Linked DNA regions of Mus musculus: all the other regions are linked to region 1. A link is a contact called in public HiCAR-type and promoter capture Hi-C data. All regions are on one chromosome and are shown on one strand. Each heading gives the region's core, a stretch centred on a gene start, on an enhancer-like site or on the middle of the called end of the contact. The rest is flanking DNA. Distances are from core to core; before and after follow the strand shown.

The links. Promoter capture Hi-C pulls out the DNA fragments that hold promoters and counts their contacts. HiCAR-type assays count read pairs that join an accessible place to other places.
Region 2: a contact with region 1 is called in a HiCAR-type map of astrocytes, with 2.9 times the contacts expected there. The contact joins the promoter of Zfp30 here to the promoter of Sars2 in region 1. A contact is called at or near these places in 3 of 39 promoter capture datasets (embryonic stem cells, hippocampal neurons and liver), 1 of 115 datasets of contacts at active chromatin or transcription factors (astrocytes) and 1 of 9 other capture datasets (liver).
Region 3: a contact with region 1 is called in a promoter capture Hi-C map of liver, with 2.8 times the contacts expected there. The contact joins the promoter of Aplp1 here to the promoter of Sars2 in region 1. A contact is called at or near these places in 2 of 39 promoter capture datasets (both in liver).
Region 4: a contact with region 1 is called in a promoter capture Hi-C map of liver, with 3 times the contacts expected there. The contact joins the promoter of Zfp14 here to the promoter of Sars2 in region 1. A contact is called at or near these places in 2 of 39 promoter capture datasets (both in liver) and 2 of 115 datasets of contacts at active chromatin or transcription factors (astrocytes and large pre-B cells).

What each region holds. Positions count from the first base shown.
Region 1 is chr7:28,740,661-28,743,519 of GRCm38.p6, reverse strand. It overlaps Sars2 (seryl-aminoacyl-tRNA synthetase 2), which reads right to left and starts at 1,552. Exons shown (of 16, transcript NM_023637.3): 1 at 1,238-1,552. The coding sequence starts at 1,504. It overlaps Mrps12 (mitochondrial ribosomal protein S12), which reads left to right and starts at 1,699. Exons shown (of 3, transcript NM_011885.5): 1 at 1,699-1,755; 2 at 1,966-2,033. The coding sequence starts at 1,985.
Region 2 is chr7:29,782,601-29,785,507 of GRCm38.p6, reverse strand. Zfp30 (zinc finger protein 30) reads right to left here and starts at 1,540. Exons shown (of 5, transcript NM_001360208.1): 1 at 607-1,540.
Region 3 is chr7:30,443,782-30,446,923 of GRCm38.p6, reverse strand. It overlaps Aplp1 (amyloid beta (A4) precursor-like protein 1), which reads left to right and starts at 1,342. Exons shown (of 17, transcript NM_007467.3): 1 at 1,342-1,602; 2 at 2,463-2,606. The coding sequence starts at 1,456.
Region 4 is chr7:30,049,923-30,053,115 of GRCm38.p6, reverse strand. It overlaps Zfp14 (zinc finger protein 14), which reads left to right and starts at 1,720. Exons shown (of 5, transcript NM_178733.5): 1 at 1,720-1,771.

The sequences.
Region 1 (2,859 bases), core at 303-2,802:
GGCTTCCTGGAACTCACTCTGTAGACCAGGCTGGCCTCGAACTCAGAAATCTGTCTGCCTCTGCCTCCCGAGTGCTGGGATTAAAGGCGTGCACCACCACCGCCCGGCTCCTTTCTTCTATTATTAAGCATGTACGTGACTTTCTTGTGTTTGCGCTTAAATGAGGGGTCAGAAGACAATTCTCTCAAGAATTGGTTTTCTCCTACCACCAGGAAATTGAACTCCGGTTATCAGGTTTGGCAGGAAGTGCCCTATTTGGCTTAGCCACCAGTGCTTACTGGTGAAAAACTAAACATGACAAAAACTTGAAATATGGCTAAAGTGATTGACAATGACTGGTGGTGTGAGAGTCTGTAGTGACCTGAATGAGAAATGTCCCCCATATCCTGACATTTGAACATGGTCAAATGATCAGTGGCTGGTGATGTTTGGGGAGGCTTAGGAGGCGTGGCCTTGCTGGAGGAAATATGTTCCTGGAGGTGGGCTTTGAGAGCTTAAAGCCTCGTCCTGCATCTAGTTTGAGGTCTGTGCTTCATGATTGTGGTTAAAGATGTGTGCTGTCAGCTTACTGCTCTGTGACCTGCTGCTATTCTGCCATTCCCTACCAAGCCCAAAATAAATCCTTCTGTAAGTTGCTTTGTTCATGGTGTTTTATCAAGGCAACAGAGTTGGGAAGATTCATCTATTACATTCGGAATTCACTACCGGCATGGAGACCCCCAATTTTAGTTCCCTATAAGGTAGAATTATGGCGCATAGTCTTAACCTCTGGATCATAAATACATGAACAGATATACCTTAAATATCTGTTTAGCAGGTATTTATCCATTCAACTCCATCAGGATGTTTATAGCAGGATGCAAAGCTCTGTCTCCAAAATTCCCTCTGATTCACACCTCCCTCCTCATTTTTCTTTGTGGCCTAAGGGTGAGCCCGGCACGAAGTTTGAGTACAGAAGACAATGGTATTTAGGTTCTGGGAGTACAGTAGATACCAACTGTCGAATTATGAAATGCATGCAAAAGGGCATGTAGGTCACAGAAGGCATCCACGACGTTCAATAGGGCCTCAGTTCTCCCTAGATCATTGGCACCTAAGTGGGTGTCATGCACAAGACATTGCCTAACTTGGGAAGGAACCCAAATTCCTGTTGAGTAGTTTTTCCCACAACTGGAATGCATCTGGTAAACCCAGTTCTGTAAAGCATCCTGCTCCCTCAGGGCGCAAGCGCACTCACAATCGCAGGCAGGTCGGCCGGCCGCAGCTCCCCCTTGCGGAGCTCCAGGGAGCGCGCGGCTTTTTCTGGGCATGCGCACACCGACTCCATGTCCAAGTAGGGAAGCTCGCTGTAGCCCTCTCGTGCGTGTTCGTACAGGAGGTTCCGGACTCGTTTCTCCGTAGCGAAACTCCTCCTTGGGTTCTGGCTGCACACGCAGCGTCCTCGGGACCGGAGCCCCTGGCGAGCCAGGAAAGGCCACCAAAGCCGCGCCATGGACGCAGCCATCTTGGAGTGGAAACAAGAAGTCACTCATCATGGACGAGCCAATCAGACGCGCAAGGAGATTTCCCGCCCAGGCTTCAGAATCCCTTCCAATGAGGAAAATGGAACTCAGCTAGAATCTGTTATTGTCCAATCGTCATCCTTGTCCCGTCCCTTCAGTGACGCAGGAAAGATCTAGCCAATCACTAAGGAGGAACCCCGGAAGGGGCTGGAGGTAGGGGTTGGCGTGTGTGCGACCCCGCTAGGTTGGTGAGGTGGGTGCAGTTATCTGTGATCCAGATCTCTCCTCTCTCCTCAGTTTCCCCTTCCAGTATCCGGGCAAGGGCGGTTGGGTCCTTGGGGGCCTACTCAGAAGGAGACTGAATTTGCGAGGGGACTTTCTGTTTTAGAGGAGATTCTAGAAGGCTCTGAGAGTGGGTTTCTGGTCCCAACCTCCTTTCTGAATGTCTTCTCTCCTAATACAGGGACGCTGCAGGCGGCGAGATGTCCTGGCCCGGCCTTCTTTATGGCCTCACCACGTCCCTCAGTCGTGGTAAGTGAGCATGGGCCACAGGGACGAGGACAGCTCCCTGGCATTTGCGTGTTTTTGCCAGATTTCGGATGGTATCATCTTTAAGCACGGTGCCTTTTCTATTTTGGAGACAGGGTTTCACTGTAGTCCAGGTCAACTTCCAAATCACTTTGTAGACAGGATGGCCTTGACCTCCTGACTACCGCTTCAATCTCCCAAGTTCTGGAGTTACAGGCGTTTTCTACCACGCTCCCGGCTCAGGGGGCAGGAGGTGGGAAGGTCCTGTGTTCTTAGAGTTTAAGTCAGTCTTAGTCATGGCTCCCCTGCATCGATAGCGGTGAATCCCTGAGATTGCATTGCCTGGTGATATTCTGTCTTAGTTTGTGTAAGTGCACTCTCGATGTCCGTGTAACAATCATACCAACAAATGCTCCTTTCTTGGCATGTCTCCCTGCTTAGGTGTCTCTCAGTAGTGTTTATTCCTTCAGTGTTTATTGATCACCCCCTACAGGTGAGAAGGCCAAGCTAAGAAGTTTAGTGGTGGCGCACACCTTTAATCCCAGCACTCGGGAGGCAGGCAGATTTCTGAGTTCGAGGCCAGGCTGGTCTACAAAGTGAGTTCCAGGACAGCCAGGGCTACACAGAGAAACCCTGTCTCAAAAAACCAAAAAAAAAAAAAAAAAAAGAAGAAGAAGAAGTTTAGTTATTCATTCACGTGCTATTTTTCTAATTCTAAGACGGGCCACCCATTGGAGGACAACTTTTATGTTCCTAGACATTGCCCAGACATCAGGTTTGTACACAGTGTTCTGAGGGAGGCAGGCATTGGGTATTCCATTCACATGGT
Region 2 (2,907 bases), core at 291-2,790, 1.0 Mb before region 1:
ATGTTGCAGATCGAACACTCATATACATAAAATAAATAAATCTTAAATAAAAACAAAACAAAAAACCCGAAAAGTGTAGGGGCTTGAGGAAATGCCTCAGTGGTCCCTCCAGCCACCACCTCAATCATTTAAATACATGCTCGTCCTTGACCAATCACACATCAGACTTTAGCAGACATATTTCCGTATTAGAGAATCCTAAGAAAAACAGGACATCTAAATGTATAGCACGTGGGTGCTACATAACCATAGAACCGCAGGCGCTGCGCACTCAAAGAGGAATCCTGATTAAGTCTCTGCCCACTGAAAATGCAGGGAAATTCTCAGACCCAAAGCAATGAATAGTTCGCTTTTTTTTTTTTTTAAAGACAGGGTCTCAATGTAACCCAGGCTGGCCTTGAACACTTGGTCCTAGTGGAGTGGCAGTGACACCACTCACAGTTGAATAAAACATTTTCACAAACGTCTTTCAAAGGGAAGGAAATTAAAAAAATCCATACTCAAAACAACAACAACAACAACAGCAAAAACAAACAAACAAAAAACCAAAAACGAAAAACAAAAACTCAAGCATTTCACAGGAACACAGAAGTTCTAGAAACTCACACATAATCTCTGTTTTAAACAGAAGTAGTAGCTGCTGGCTTCTAGGGTCTCTTCTGAAGACTGGCAGACACTCCAGGCCTTGTTTCTTTTCTTTTCTCTTCTTTCCTTCTTCTTCTCTTTTCTTTTTCTCTCTTGCAACCCAACGTTAGGCAGTAGAGAATGACCTTGAGCGCCTACTCCCCCTGCCTCCACCTCCCAAATCCCGAGAAGTCAGGTGTATGCCACCACGTCCTCTGGCCTCACCCCTACGCTTTTCTGAAATTGATCAGAATCCCCTTCCAAGCTTCAGGGCTCCAGGCTGACCCCATCCGTATGATCCCAGCAAGCGAGATAGACTACAGCAGCCCACAGTCACCCGTGCCCGAGTTTGCTGCTTCGGCCACTCTGCTTCACCAGTTACCAGTCCGGGGCTGCCCAGCCTTAGGTCCGAGGTGTCCCCCGGTTCTCTGCTCCCCAGGCCCGCCGGGAATCTAAGGTTCTGCACAGGGTATCTCCACCGTGCAAGTCGCGGCCCCCGCCTTCCCTCTCGGTCCTTGTCCACAGCCAGGCCGGGGTTTAGGTGCAGCGCGTCAGCACGGCAGCTGTACCCACGAACGGGCCACCTGAGTCCCAGGGGTCCTCAGAGCGGGTCCCCGGAGAAGAGCGTAGGCCGCACGAGACCGGGGACCACCCAGCTGACGGGTATCCCGGGAGGGTGGGTTGCCAGCGCGGTCAGCGCTGCAGCGGCGGCACCAAAGTGCTACGGACGGGACCGTGGTACTGAAGGCTCTGGGACATCAGATCTCAAGCCTGAGAGTCCGACTGCCACTAGCTTCTTTGACTAGGTTCTGGGCTTCCAGCCCCGCGGAGGCTGCGAGCCAGGCCCCTAGCTCTTGGTCAGGGGAAGGGGGTTGGAGGTGGGGCTGTGTGTGTCTCTTTCTCGCTGCTTCAATGCGCATGCGCACAAGGGAGCCGCAGGGAGGCGGGGAGCCTTCGGTAGCATCTTGTGCAGGCCTGGACAGAGGGAGTTTGGTTCCAGGATCCAGGATTGGGCAGAAATGGCCAAGTCTTTAGGCCTACAGCAGTAGCTCTGGCGTTGAACAAACTAACCCCCAGATGCTTTGAGGTCCAGCGTGGAGCGTTGGCTGAACCACTTATACTAGTTTGGGCATCTATTGTTTGTTTTTAAAGCTGTGGTCTCTCTAAATGACCCTGGTTTTCTCTGTGGACACCAGGCTGACTTTGAAATTGAAGTGATTCTCCAGTAAGCTTCCTGAATGTGGACATTAACGGCACACACCACCACACCCCCGCCCTCTACCTGAGTTTTTTCTTTTTCTTTTCTTTTTTTTTTTAACCAGTTTTTCTTTCTTCTTAAATCTCTATTTGAGACAAACTCTCTCTATGCAGCCCTTGCTAGCCTGGAATCTGTGTAGACCAGGCTAGCCTGGAACTCTGAGATCCACCTGCCTTTGTTTCCGTGGTGCTGGAATTAAAGGTGTGCACCACCACTTCGGACGTGGTTTTCTTTTAACAAAGCAGGCTTGAGTTTTTGTTGTGGCTGTTGTTTTGTGGGTTTTTTGTTTGTTTGTTTGTTTTGTTTTGTTGTTGGTTTTTTTTTTTTGTTTTTTCGAGACAGGGTTTCTCTGTATAGTCCTGGCTGTCCTGGAACTCTGTAGACCAGGCTGACCTCAAACTCAGAAATCCACCTGCCTCTGCCTCCCAAGTGCTGGGATTAAAGGCATGCGCTACCACCACCCGGCTTTTTATTTTATTTTATTATTTTAGGCTTGGGGTTTTAGGCTTTAGCATGAGGAGAGGGGCTCCGAATGACGGCACCTGAAATCGCAGTATGGGCTTCTCTGAAAGAATAATCGATTGGGTTTTCATGTTATTCTTATGTTCTTGTGGTGGTTTGAATAGGTATGGCCCCATAGATTCATGCATTTGTATGCTTGCCCATGCCAAGTAGTGATTTTATGTGTGGCCTTATTGGAGGAAGTGTATCATCACCGTAGAGGCGGGGCTTTGAGGTCACATATGCCCAAGGTACACCACATCTGCCTGCAAGCCTCCACCTTTCCCGCAGGACGATGGTGGACTGAACCTCTGCAAGCCAGCCCCTATTAAATGTTTTCCTTTATAAAAGTTGCCCTGGTCATGGTGTCCCTTCACGGCAATAAAACCCTAAGAGAGTTATGTTAGAAAGAGCTTTCCTTTAGCCCGTTTAATTTAGTCTCAACAGCACATATGCATAGATTCTTAATGAGTTATAGTTAATTTAATTCTTTTTGATGCCTATTTTTTTCCCAAGATTTGGTT
Region 3 (3,142 bases), core at 93-2,592, 1.7 Mb before region 1:
GATGTCCTAAGTCCTTCCTTAGCCCCTTGCTACTGGCTTACTGCTGTAGGTTCTCTCTCTCTCTCTCTCTCTCTCTCTCTCTCTCTCTGTATTTTAAGATCTGTTATTTTTATTTTACTTGTGTGGGTGTTTTGCCTGCATGTGTTACTGTATACTATATACATTCCTGGTCCCTGAGACCAGAACAGAGGGATGGGTCCCCTAAGACTGGAGTTATAGACAGTGTGGGTGTTGGGAATTGAACCCGGGTCTTCTGAGAGAGCGGCCAGTGCTTTTCATCACTGAGCCTTCTCTCAGCAGTTAGCCTGGAACTCTTGATCTTGCTGCCTCAGGCCCTCTGGGATTACAGGTGCACATCACCATTCCACTTTAAACTCTTTTAATAATACACCACTACCTCACCCCACCCACATCCACAGAGATGCACACACACACAAAGCAGAAAGACAGACAAATGTGGGCAGGTCCACACCATACAGATGCACACACACACACACACACACACACACACACACATCTGGGCTGCTTCGGGGGGGGGGATTAGAATATTGTACACTCACTTAAGATAAAACAGTGAACCCTTTAGGCAGAAGACTTGAGGTGGCCCTTAGAAAGGGTGAGAATGGGGGACTCCACACAGTGGTCCTCAGGTGCTGGTCTTGGAAGGCTATGGTATCCAGCACCTGACCCGAGTCATCTGTAAAGAAAGGGTTTAGTCATGGATTTTTGGAGGGAGTATTTGAAGATCCAGACACCTGGCAATCAGGGCAGGAAGGCTTCCTAGGTTTGAGGAAGCAAGGGTGGGAGACTTGGCCTCCGGTCCTGAGACAGAAGAGGCCTGGAAGGGAGCAGATTTACCTAGCTGTAGCTGTGTTTTGTCTTTTGAGACTGGGTTGCATGTAGGTAGGCTAGCTTCAAACTCCTATCCTCCCGCCCCCTCCTCTCAGGTGCCGGGATTACAGGCTTTCCTAGTACACTCCCTAAATTCTTGACTGGGAAAATTCGGAGGTCTATATTCCTGGGACCTCAAGAGAGGGATTTATGGAAGACCCCCACCCCCATGGATTCTGGCATCCTTGGAGGAGGACAAAGCTGATGCTGGGTGTCTGCGTTTGCCAGAAGAGAAGGCCAAGGATGAAAGTCCAGAAAACGGCTACGCCCAGGACTGAACCTAGTGACTCGGTCTTCACGCGGACAGTGACACCTGGAATCTTGAGGGGCTGGGACTTGGAGCAGGCTCCCTCCCGGGGTTCCGGAGCCTCTCAGTGCGCAGAGCCGCCACGCTATTGTCCTGGCTGGGAAGGCGGGGCCGGCGCGGGGCGGGGCTGGCGGCGCCGGCGCAGCCCGGGGGCGGCGGGAGGAGGAGGCGGCGGTGGCGCTGGGAGCTCCTGTCACCGCTGGGGCCGGGTAGGGCCGGGCGGGAGCGCAGGGGACGTGAGGGCCCGAGGCCCGGACATGGGGCCCACCAGCCCCGCCGCTCGCGGTCAGGGTCGCCGCTGGCGACCGCCGCCGCTGCCGCTGTTGCTGCCACTGTCATTGCTGCTTCTGCGCGCGCAGCTCGCCGTCGGGAACCTGGCTGTTGGGAGCCCCAGCGCGGCCGAGGTGAGGCCCGGCCGGGTCCTGGGGATGGGGAAGGGGCGGGACCGGGCCTCGACCTGGACGCGGGACGGCCACCGCAGTCCTTTTGGCCAGGTGGCCTGCCCCACGCGATCCGAACTGTAGATTTTCCTAGGTTCCTCCATCGTCTGACGTCCCTGCCCCCTCCCACCCGCATCGTCGGACCTGGCTCTTTCCAAGAGCCTCTGGTCCAAGAAATCCAGAGCACCCCTAGACGACAAAGCCCCAAGACCTGCCCACCTAAGCGTAGGACGCACCAGGCAGTAGGCGCTTGGCTCTAAGAACCCAGGTCCCTTGTATTATCTGGACCCACATGAACCCCCTGCCCTCAAACATCCAGTAGTCCGGGCCTCCACCCACTACTCAATCCGGATATAGCTCCTCTAGTCCTTAAAGGTCTGATGTGCAGGCCTGCTGGGAAGCTGGGCCCTGTCGTCTTTGCACCCCCTCAGTGGGAACCTGAACTGGGGATGGAGGGAGGAGGGGCCAGAACGCCTGGGTTCGCCCCCCGCCTCCCCCAACACGATTCAAGTTTAACCCCTTCAGGCTTCAGACCCAAGCCGCTGGGGCGGGGGCGGAGCCTGTCTTCTCAGCAACAAGGCCGCGAGAAACGGGGCGGGGGGGTGGGGACCCAGGTCACCATAGCAACGGGAGAGCTGGGGCGCTCCAGCCCCACGGGATTTGTTTCCCGGGGAACGGTCTCTCCACTCAGAAGGTGCTTAGAAGGAGCTGGTGCTAGAGATAGGGGCAGGAGCCCTATCTGGGTTTTAGGGAGCAAAGAACCAGACAACACAGATGACATCGTTGCCCTGGCTCCTCACTGCCCCATCTGCCTTCATTCCCAGGCTCCGGGGTCGGCTCAAGTGGCTGGACTATGTGGGCGTCTAACCCTTCACCGGGACCTGCGCACCGGCCGCTGGGAACCAGACCCACAGCGATCACGACGCTGTCTTCTGGACCCGCAGCGCGTGCTGGAGTACTGCAGACAGGTGGGCGGGACCCCACGGGGAGAGGCGTGGTCAATGAGAAAGTGGATCCAAGCTGGGGCGGGGTCGCCCTTGAGGAAGCTGGACTTGGCAGAGTCTAGGGAGATGAGAGAATCTGTAAAGCCAGGGAAAGCTTGGGGGTCTGTGGTCAGTGAAGAGGCCCCTCCTAAAGGGCCAGCGCAAACCTATTTTGAGAAATTAGGGGCCGCGGGGCGGCGGTGGAGACTGAAAAAAAAAAAACCCAACAACACCCCCCCACACCCCCCATGGACTAATCAAGGTCGCCTGAAGAGTGGCATGGTTTAGGAATCTATGGATCCGTTTAGAAAAAGTGGGAGTGTAAGTGGGCGTGGCCGAAAGAGAGGCAAGGCTTAGATCAAGAGACCTTTTAAACCAACAAGATTCAGTAAGTGATGGAGCCCAATGAGAGTGGCTGCCTGCCTAAGAGACGTGCAATGAAAAGGCGGGGCTAATACAAAGAAGAGTTACTTAGTAGCTAAACAGAGAAAGGCAGGAAGTGAAAGAGCAAGAAACCTGAT
Region 4 (3,193 bases), core at 471-2,970, 1.3 Mb before region 1:
ACCAGGGCTACACAGAGAAATCCTGTCTCAAAAATTTAATTTAAAAAAGGAAAGAAAAGAAATCTATACCAGATATGTAATGTTCTTTTTTTTAAAAGATTTTTATTTTACATGTATGAATATTTGACTACATACAAGTGTGCACTACATCCACCCCTTTATTTATTGTTCTTTTTTTTTTTTTTAATATGTAAGTACACTGTAGCTGTCTTCAGACACTCCAGAAGAAGGAGTCAGATCTCATTGTGAGTGGTTGTGAGCCACCATGTGGTTGCTGGGATTTGAACTCCGGACCTTCGGAAGAGCAGTCGGGTGCTCTTACCCACTGAGCCATCTCACCAGCCCTCTGCAACTGAAGTTACAGACACTTGGGAACCATCATATGTGTTGTGTCTGCAAGAGCGCAAGGGTTCTCAATCACTAAGCCATCTCACCAGCCTCTCAATTGTCACGTTCCTAAAACTAACGTCCCAACGCTGGGAATGTTGACGGATGCCTGTAATAACAGCGCTCTGGAAAGAAACAAGAGGATCGATGAGGATCTTTCAACATCCCCAGCACCTATTACAGAGACATCCTGGCTGATATACCTTGCCCCCCACTATCCCAAACTCTGTAGCCCAGGCCTGGGCTTCCCATCTCCCAGCTTCTGTGATTCCTGTATAACCCAGTCATTTTGGGCACAAGGTCCTTTTGTTACCTCTTGCCCGCTGCACTTGGCCTCTTGGCTTCTAGCCTGTCCTACACCCCACCCCCTCCCCTCACATGGCCCCATTTAGTCCGGCAGTCATGGCCACCCTGGTTACTTTCAGACGCCCCTGCCAGTGCTCTCTCTTAGATCTCAATCCCTTGGGAGCAGTCATGTCCTCCTTTTTTTTTTTTTTTTTTCCATTCATCTTGAATTTGCAGTCTGCATGCTTCAGTCTCCTGAAGACCGGATGAGGCCTGGCACAAACACAAGAAAATGTTAGAGCAGTGGTTCTCAACCTCCCTAAAGCTGCGACCCATTAATACAGTTCCTCATGTTGTGGTGATCCACAAGCTATATAATTATTTTCGGTACTACTTTATAACTGTAATTTTGCTACTGTTAGGAATCCTAATGTAAATATCTGTGTTTTCTGATGGTCTTAGGTGGTCCCTGTGAAAGGTCATTTGACCCCCAAGGGGGGGGGGGATCTCGACCAACAGGTTGAGAACCACTGTGATAGAAGAAAGCATAATTATCTTTCCAGTCTTAGAGGTCTTGGCTTCATCTCCAGTTTGCAAAACAAAACCTAAGGCCAATACCAACGACTAGACCAATATACACAACGGCTAGAAGGGACAGTGGGAGAAAGCAGAGGCAGCGGGAACTCCAAGGAGCCTGAGCAACCTTTCCCTGGGTAGATGTGGGACTGCACCTTTGGAGAATGTATTTTACTGAGTTCCCTGATCATGCCTACACCCTCGCTGGGGTGAGAATATGCTTATCTCACATATTAAGCATGTGATAATGTGATGATGGTGTTCTCAGCCCTGGTAGGGCAACGACACAACCCCCAGCCCAGTGAGCTAGGTTTGGGGTGGGGATTTGGGGGCAGAGGGCAGCGGAATCTCCTAGCCCTTCCAGCTGGTCCAAGATCACACCCAGAGGCCTCCACCCATCACAGCCCCGAGCACGCTTGCGCACTCCGCTGCGTTGGCCCAGTCTTTCCCACCATGGACTACATTTCCCACAGGCCTCTGCGCAGCATCCTTCCGGCTGCTTAGCGCCGGTCCGCTCTGAGAGGTGAGTTGGTCCCTTGCACTGAGGAAATTGTCGCGGGGGCAGCGTAGGTTTGTCTTTAGTTGGCTTGAGAGACTTGGAGTCGGTGACGCTGAGTGGACACCGCGTACCCCGTTGCATCCTCCGTCTTCCCGCTGCAGAGCCCAGAGGCCCAGCATGGCTCTGAGTTCTGTGTGTGAACCTCAGAGTGAGGGCCCTCCGTACAAAAAGACAGCGCAGCTGCCACCGCAGGGCTGCTTTGTACGCGCTCCCTCCCCGCCAGGCAGCCCCGGTGGCCGTCGCCTGTCAAACCTGCCCCTCCGGTGGCGGCCAGTGTCCTCTCCATCCGCGGCGCTCCATTTCCAGTAGGTTATGTGTGTGGAAGGGCTGGTCGCGAGGGGTGTGTCCCCAGGCTACCAAGCCCGCACCTTCCCGGTTTGACCTTTTCCCCAGACTTGTTCATTTTAGGGAAGGCGAGGGAATAAAAGCAGGAAACGATTGTTGTTGCATACATAGAGACCCAACATTACTGCGGAAAAAAAAATAGCCTAACTTTCTTCTTTCTCGTTGTCCTATGAAGTGTACTCCTTGTTTTTCCAGGCATGGGGACATTTACTCCTCATTACTGTGAAAGTGAAAATGAAGTTAGCTTGGAAAGAAGCAGCGGTTTGGTGTTATCTTGGTCAGGGTAGAGGAGACAGATTCATGCAGACTGATAGTAAGCATCACTCAGAGATTATGTCTCTGATTAAATGCGGGTCCAGGCCCTCTTTGTGTGGTTACAAATGTCTTTTGTATTTTTTCTTTTTTATGTGTGTGTGTGTGTGTGTGTGTGTGTGTGTATTTGTGTGTATACACATACCAGCAGAAGCCAGGAGAAGGTGTCTGATTCCCAGGAACTGGAGTTATAGACGGTCGTGAAACACCATGTGAGTACGGGGAATCACACTTGCATCCTCTGCTAGAGCAGCCACTGCTCCTAGCAGTACAGCTGTTTCCAGCCTCACAGGTTTTAAATTTTTAACATGTTCGTTTTTTACGTATGTGAGTGTTTCTGTCTGCTTTTCTTTCTGTGCACCACTGAGTGTGACTGCGCCTGAGGAGCCCTGAAGAGGGCATCGGATTCTCTGGAACTGGAGTTACAGCAGTCACGTAGGTGCTGAGAGTGTAACCCGCTGATCCATCTCTGCATTCCAGGCTGCAGCTTTCTTATCCACGAAGCCTGCTTTGCTAGTTCGTTTTTAATTACTGTGGAAGATTCCTTTGCTAAACCACGCTTCTTACCAGAATAGCACGTTTTGTTCTTGTTTTAAACAATTTGTACCTATACTGACCAGGAATTCACTGTAACCCATGTGATCTCAAATTTGTGGGTGATCCTCCTGCCTCAGCCTCCAGGCTGCAATGTGTGCCACTGTGCCCAGCCAGAATAACACTTAATCTTCA